Regions from separate parts of the Hordeum vulgare genome. Here region 1 is linked to region 2. Evidence: chromatin contacts called from public Hi-C data. All regions are on one chromosome and are shown on one strand. Each heading gives the region's core, a stretch centred on a gene start, on an enhancer-like site or on the middle of the called end of the contact. The rest is flanking DNA. Distances are from core to core; before and after follow the strand shown. Region 1 has its middle 3.9 kb from the start of LOC123406441. Region 2 has its middle 64 kb from the start of LOC123404015.

Region 1 (3,533 bases), core at 737-3,236, 340 kb after region 2:
AGGGAGGAGGATGTGGAGCACGCCTTTCTTCAGTGTCCATTCGCACAGGAAGTATGGAGGCTAGTCAAGGAGACATTCAGTATTCGGCTCAACCGTCGTGATTTCATGGCCCCTAAATATTGGGTGTTTGAGTTCCTGTCACATGCGACTGAGCTGGAAGCTACTGTGCTAACGGTTGGAGCTTGGCATATTTGGGATGCACGAAACGATGCACGTAATAACCGATGCACTCCAGAGCCGAAGCACACAAGTATGAAGATCACTGCTTTTGTTCATATGATTGTGCAACACTGCTTCAAATCAAAAGCCGGCACTAGGCGTGAGCCAGTTCAGCAGCAGAGATGGACTCCGCCACCGTCGAGTGTGATTATGGTGAACGTGGACGCAGCTCTGTTCCCAGACTGTCGTCGGATGGCCATGGGAGCAGTATTTCGGGATCATTCCGGACGCTGCCTCGCCGCGGCCAGTGAGCCACTAATTGGCTTTACGTCGCCGGAGATTGCCGAGGCCCTTGCTCTCCGGCGGGCTGTGACCATTGCAGACGCAAAAGGTTTTGAGAGGGTGATCTTCGCATCTGACTGCTTGTCGTTGATTCAGCGGCTTCAGTCTTCCAAACCAGACCGTTCAATGGTGGGTTCTGTAATGATGGACATCAAGCACATGGTATCAAGCTTTTCATCAGCTACCTTCAGGCATGTCCGACGTAATCTGAATGAAGCGGCACATCTTATGGCTAGGACTTATGATCTGCATAGCCTAGGTTTTATTTCTGACTTTGCTCCAGATGGTATCCGGGAGACTCTTTGTATTGATGTTATGTGATCAATAAAGTGCCGTGTTCTCTCAAAAAAAAAAAACTCGGCAGATCGGACAAGACTCAGCACTGGTAACGGGAGCACGGGAGACTTGCAGCTGCAGCGGCTAAACGCAATTTGTACGCGTAGGTGCGTACGGACTGAACTCCTATCGGTCTAGGGTGCCTTGCTCGATCTGGCGTCGGATCGCCGGATCGCGGGCCGGCGGCAGCGCACACGACCCTGAAACCCTAGCTCTCCTCTCAATCTCGTATACTAAACCATAACTCTGTATTTAGATAAAACGAGATTAACGAGACACAAGAGACAGGGATTTTACGTGAAAACTCTTGCAAGAGAAAATCACGGACGCACGAAGGCGCAATTACTATGAGGGTGAAGTATTACAAGCACGAGACGACATAGCGTCTTTAGGTGCGACTACATGGAGTATATATGAGGGGCAATACATGAGAGTCCTTGGAGGGCAAGTAAATGAGTTGTACTCGTACGCCTCGGTACCAACGCAAAGGCCCACACCTTTCTTCCTACGTCTAGTCCAATACGGTAGAATTTGGATCACAATTTAACAACAGGTGCCACTTAACGTGCATTTTTGTTAATTGCCGCATGTGGCGTTCGAACTAGGCCGGCCCATCTAGGCGCTTGTGATGCTTTTTTTTCAAGATTCTATGAATTTATTTCAATATTGATAAACTTTTTTTGAATTTCAACAAATACTTTTTAAGATTGATGAATTTTTTTGAATATCAATGAACTTTTTTGCAATTTGATGAACATCATTTTAAAAATGGATAAACTTTTATAATATATATGAACTTATTTTTTAGTTCAATAATTTCTTTTTAAAAAAATACATGAACTTTTTTTATTTTTATGAACTACTTTCAAATTTATGGAACTTTTAAAAAAATTAATGAACTTTTTCTAAATTGATGAACTTATTTTCTTTTTAATGAACTTTATTTCAAATTGATAAACTTTTTTCAACATTGATGAACCTTTTTTAGAGATATGTACTTTTTTCGAACGGATGAATATTTTTTTAAATCTGTAACCAATTTTTATTATATATTTTTTTTCATAACAACAAAAAATTAAAAAAATGGACAACACACTAGTGGGTCGGCCCATGCTAGCAGCGTTGCAGGCGCCGGATTGTTAACGGGTGCCTGCAGCACTGCATACGAGCTCTCCAAGCCACTCCCGTCTAGGAAACTAAACTTTTGCATGCACAGCCAGGTCCGACGACCCGACCCAAATAACCAGGGTAGGATCAAGCTTGGGCCATAATTTGTAGGCCAGTGCAATATTTTGTCTTTGATTTTCAGTTTAAAATTATCTCGACCCAACGCAAAAGGGTTAGAATTTACGGGAGTTTGCACATATGTTGTGCCTAGAACCATACAAGTGGAGGCCCATCCCAACAATCCACTAAACCAGGACCATACCTTTCCTTAAAAAACCAAGACCATGCATGCCTTAATGGAAAACTATTGCAATGCTTGGGATCAAAGGATAAATCTTGCAAAATCCTTGGTTTTCTTCAGTAAGGGTTGCCCATCCTCTTTAAAAACTGAGGTAAAGAATGCTTTGAATATTGCAAATGCCATCTGACGTGGACTGTAAGAATGGCTCTTTCAAGTTTCTAAAGGACCGTGTATGGAACAAGGTCAAGGGATGGATGGAAAAGCTTCTGTCAGTGGGAGGAAAGGAAGTTCTCATAAAATCAGTGGCACATGCAATTCCAGTCTACTCCATGTCATGTTTCAGACTACCCTGTGGTCTCTCCAAACACATTAACTCGTTGATTATAGAAAGTACTAGTGGGGCAGCAAGGAGGGAAATGGAAGCCTAGTTGGGTCTCTTGGAGCACGATGACACAACCGAAATATTGTGGAGGCTTGGGGTTCTCAGATATTGAGTTGTTTAATCTTGCTCTCCTGGCAAGACATGCATGGCGGATCTTGACGGACCCAGAGTCACTTAGTGCACGCACTCATGGCGAACTAGGCTCAGCCCCTTCCCAGATATGGCGAGCCATCATTGATGGCCGCGAGGTGCTCACGTAGGGGCTGATCCAGCGGATAGGTAATGGTCAAACGACGAGCATCTGGCAACACAACTAGCTGCCGAGGCCCTCAAACATGACGCCAATTGTGAGTAGAGTGGTGATGCCTCCTCAGATGGTGAACGAGCTAATTTTGCCTAGTGCAGAATGGAACCGGGTCTTGATCGACGAAGTTTTCCTGCCAACAGACGCCGCTAAAATTTATTATATCCCTCTGTGTACACGGAATATTGAGGATTTCTAGTCATGGATGCATGAAAAACGAGGTGTGTTCTCAGTTCGGTCTGCTTACCGCATGCTAGTAGATACCAAGATGAGGAGAGAGGCTTGGTTGAAAGGGAGAGCTGATTTTTCGAACATTGATAGAGAAAAACAGTCATGGGAGATGATGTGGAAGGTGGATGTCCCCTCAAAGCTGAAAATATTTTTATGGAGATTAGCTCATCAATCTATCCCAACAGCGGACGTGTTGCATCATCGGAACATGTCTACTTCTACATGTTGTGGCATATGTGGAGCCGAGGATTCTTGGCAACATTCTTTGCTTCACCGCACAGTCGCCAGATGCGTATGGGCACTTCACGATCAGGATCTAGTGGAGGCGTTGAACACCACTACGGAACCGGATGCAAACCAGTGGTTATTCA
Region 2 (3,840 bases), core at 1,272-3,771:
CTCCTCATAGCAATATGCAAGGGAGGTGTGGCACTAGAGCTTTGAACACTTTAGGTTGCTATTGCTAAGGCCCGCACCCTCGAATAAGATGGTGGCCTTGTGGATACAATCTCAAGGTAGATTACCTAGACACGGTTAGCGATGCTTTGATTCCCTAGTATTGTTGACCGTTTGGTCCCGTGTGAAAGCATAGGGATGTCATAGTATTTGAGAAAAGACGATAAACAAATTGGTCCCCAACAACTAGTTATGCCCATCATATGGAAGGTTGAAAGTTAAAAACTAGCGAGCGTAGGTGGACTACGACATTTTGTGATAGAGTAGCCTATCGTAGTAGTGTTGGAGTGGTGTGCTGAAGCCTTTGTTCACATTGTTCTAGGCTTCTTGTAACTTTTATTAGCCCCTTTTTGTCGGGGCAGGTATGCACTTGATCACCTACGTGACCAGTGGTCCCTTCGTGGTTCGACGGGGAGATCGCGTTGCACAAAGAGCAGAAAACCACGAGGCAACACGACGATGGGACTCAAGACGTTTACCTAGATTCGGGTCGTTGAGAAGCGTAAAACCCTACTCCTGCTTTGGGGGATTGATTGGGGGAAGACGGAGCTCGCACACCGTTATGTCCCGGCAAGGATTGCCGTGGAAAGCTACTACGTGCGTACAAATGTCCTTGGATCCGAATCCCTGCGGTCAGAATCATGTACTAGGTTGCCTTAGGCCTCCTTTTATAGCTTAAAGGGCGTCCACAGTGGGAAACAAAAATGATTAGATAGCTAACAATGCTATCATATCTAACTCTGACATTCAAGACAAAATGCCATAAATGCATCCTTAGGTGGCGTGCGGCCGCGCATCCCCGACAAGCTCCTGCCACCGCTCAGCTGACTATTGCTTGGTGTCTTGACATGCCTTTGGACGGGTGCCAACTGGTCGTACTCTGTCTTCCGGCGCTTTGCCACGTGCACAACGAGAGCCACTTAGCCATTGGGGAGCTCGACACCTCATCGATAAGTGACTGGTGTGGCGATGAGGTGGAGCGGTGGCAAATTGGCTCGCGCTTGCTGGAGGGATGATTTGTCGGGTCTTCTTGAGGATGACTGTGCCTTGTTCCCCGACAATTGTCGGGAGTTCTTGACGTGTCTTGGCCCCGTCCTGGGTTGTTGTGTAGGTCTTACCGAACTCTGGTTTCAGATACTTGCTTGGGTTGATGGTTGCCTTCGATGGATTATGCTCGTAACACGTGTACACAAGTGAGGGCACTCATTACCCCATTACTAGTGCACCGACATTTTTATAAGAAAATATGATATATCTTTGACGTACTTTTGAAAAAAAAAATACTTTACTTTTTGAGGTAGTACGCGCGATGCGTTGTACGATATGAAAACCAATTAAGACGTACTCTGTATCATAATATAAAATCATTTTTTATATTAGATACATCTTTGACATACTCTTGAAAAATAGGGTTTACTTTTTAAGGTCGTACTACCTCCGTCCAAGTGTATAGGGCATGCACATAATTCTAGATTGTTTATTTAACTAACTAAATATATATTATATGCGATAAAAATTACATATTCAGAAACTACATCCCCGCATGAATCTAATGATATATTATTTATTACATATAATACATATTTAAGTAGTTCAATTAACGACCTAGAACTACGCGCATGCCCTATACACCCGGACGGAGGGAGTACGCTAGATGCGTTTGTACGATATGGAAACCAATTAAGACGGCTGTCTCCATCCCATAATAGAAAAAGTTTTTTTAAAGGGACGACTGGCTCTCAGTCTTCACAAAGGCATTTTTTTGAAAATAAATCAAAATTCAAATATTTTGGTTTTAAAAAAGACCTGAAAATATTTGTTCAAGTAAACAAGGATGTTATATGTATGTGTGTAAAATTTCACGATAAAAAACGATGAAGTGCGACCTGTACAAAAGAATTATGGTCCGAAAGGATAAATAGGATCATATGTTAAAAAGCCTCGGATTTGTTCTTTTTTGCACAACCCTCGTTTCAACTTATTTTGTCCTGAAAACTCACGCACACGTGTGTTATGACTTCATTTATATCTGTGTTCTTTCCAGATTTTTTTCGAAATGCAGAAAATACAAAATTTGACGAATTTGAATTTTGTAGAACCGAGCTCCATGGGGCCTCCAAAGACAACATTTTTTTTTCCTGGACATGAACAGCCCATCATTTTATGGTTTGATTGAATCAATAACTGCTGTGTGGGCGGTGCCTAATCTACGTCAGGTTTCTTACTCCACGTCAGGCCTGAGTGATCGTATCATCTGCCCCTACCCTACGTCATTTTTTCTTTGAGCGAACTCTACGTCAGGTTTGTATACGGGGTGTTTGCCTTTTAGCTTTTATTTTAGCTTTGCAATGCAATGGGCCCGTATATACAGTAATAATGCACCAGCCTGGTTGGTGGATGGCTCGTACCGCGGCCCGGCCCATTGCGAGTCTCCCCCCGCAGCCCGCACCGCACGCAATATCTGCGTGAGTAACTCTCCCCACCCACCCCCTCCGTCCGCTGCCACACACGGACACACCCACAATATCTAGGTTATCCTCTTCCGTCTGCCGCCGCCAGACCCTTCCCCCCCCCCCTGCCGGCGTGACCTCATGCCCCCCCCACACTCGCGCGTAGCCGGCGTGACCTCATGCCCCTCCCCCCTCGCGCGTAGCCGGCGTGACCTCATGCCCCTCCCCCCTCTCTCTGCGCGCAGGGTGGATGGCAGCGGCGGCAAGGAAAGTTACTGGCGCCGCGACCTCAGGCCGATCCCATCTAGATCGGCCGCACGGAGGGCAGCGCCGAGCTGCGACGGGCGGCAGAAGAATAGGAGGCGCCAAGATCCGGTGAATCCCCTGGCAAAAGCTGGCGAACAGGCCTGATTTCACCAGATCTGTGGCTTACTTTTGCCTGCCATCTTTATCTGGGAAAAGAAAGGGATGACGAGCTGCCATAGGTTTGTTTTTCCCTTGGACAATTGTTTCATTGAATCAGGCCGTGCTTTTTTCCTCTCTCGATCCCGTCTAACCGTTTTGACAGTGCAGGGACCAGCAATCCGAGAAGGCGGATCCACAGGCTCCTTCACGGCAAGGCTGCCGCTGAGGGCTGTGTCGACACTTTCAGTCTTGTATTTTAAGATGTACTCCGTCCGTCCCACAATATAAAGACGCTTTTGCAAGCTATGTTATTAGCTTGCTAAAACGTCTTATATTGATTTTTTTTTTGTAGTTTGAGTCTTGTATTTTAAGATGTAGTGTTTAAAGAAGATCTGTCCTGCCGCTATTATGGCATGATCTTTCGGCTGTTATTATTATTTTTCCTTTTTTCTTTGTAGTGTTTGAATCTATTAACAAAAAAACAGCTAACCACGTTAGCTTTTGTAGTAAGGGATTAAGATTGTTGGTTCTTAAAATAATATATCATGCGGAGTGTTATTTACAGCAACATAATACTTTGATTTTTTTTGTTATGAAATATATAATGTTATTTTGTTGATGGATTTATATGAAGTTTGATGTTCTCCAATGATAACATGAGAATACAGTACCATAACATTTTCTTTATTATGATATATATAGTGCTATTTTGTTGATTATTTTTTGTTAACTCTGAAGTAACCAAATGGAAATACAGTGATATAGCATGATCTTTGGATTATTATTTTCTTATCGTTATCTTGGACGTTTTTGCAGTTTAGATTAAACTCAACAACATCCTACATTGGCATTATGGTTGGCATATAATGCGTTTGGCAAGTATGATGGCAACGTCCTACATTGGCATTGATAAAGTATTAAGATCTTT

Evidence for each region. Hi-C and Micro-C count contacts between places; a contact is called where the count stands out from the background.
Region 1: a Hi-C map of leaf shows a contact between it and region 2, with 3 times the contacts expected there. The contact joins two enhancer-like sites. A contact is called at or near these places in 1 of 6 Hi-C or Micro-C datasets (leaf) and 1 of 1 datasets of contacts at active chromatin or transcription factors (embryo).

Annotation. Positions count from the first base shown.
Region 1 is chr6H:542,003,740-542,007,272 of MorexV3_pseudomolecules_assembly, forward strand. No RefSeq gene overlaps it. Among protein-coding and RNA genes, the nearest start is that of LOC123406441, 3.9 kb to the right of the region's middle. Within about 2 kb of position 1,987, at least 2 of the 3 cell types and tissues checked have open chromatin away from gene starts, as enhancers often do. A contact at or near this core is called in leaf, where this site is marked.
Region 2 is chr6H:541,661,985-541,665,824 of MorexV3_pseudomolecules_assembly, forward strand. No RefSeq gene overlaps it. Among protein-coding and RNA genes, the nearest start is that of LOC123404015, 64 kb to the left of the region's middle. Within about 2 kb of position 2,522, at least 3 of the 3 cell types and tissues checked have open chromatin away from gene starts, as enhancers often do. A contact at or near this core is called in leaf, where this site is marked.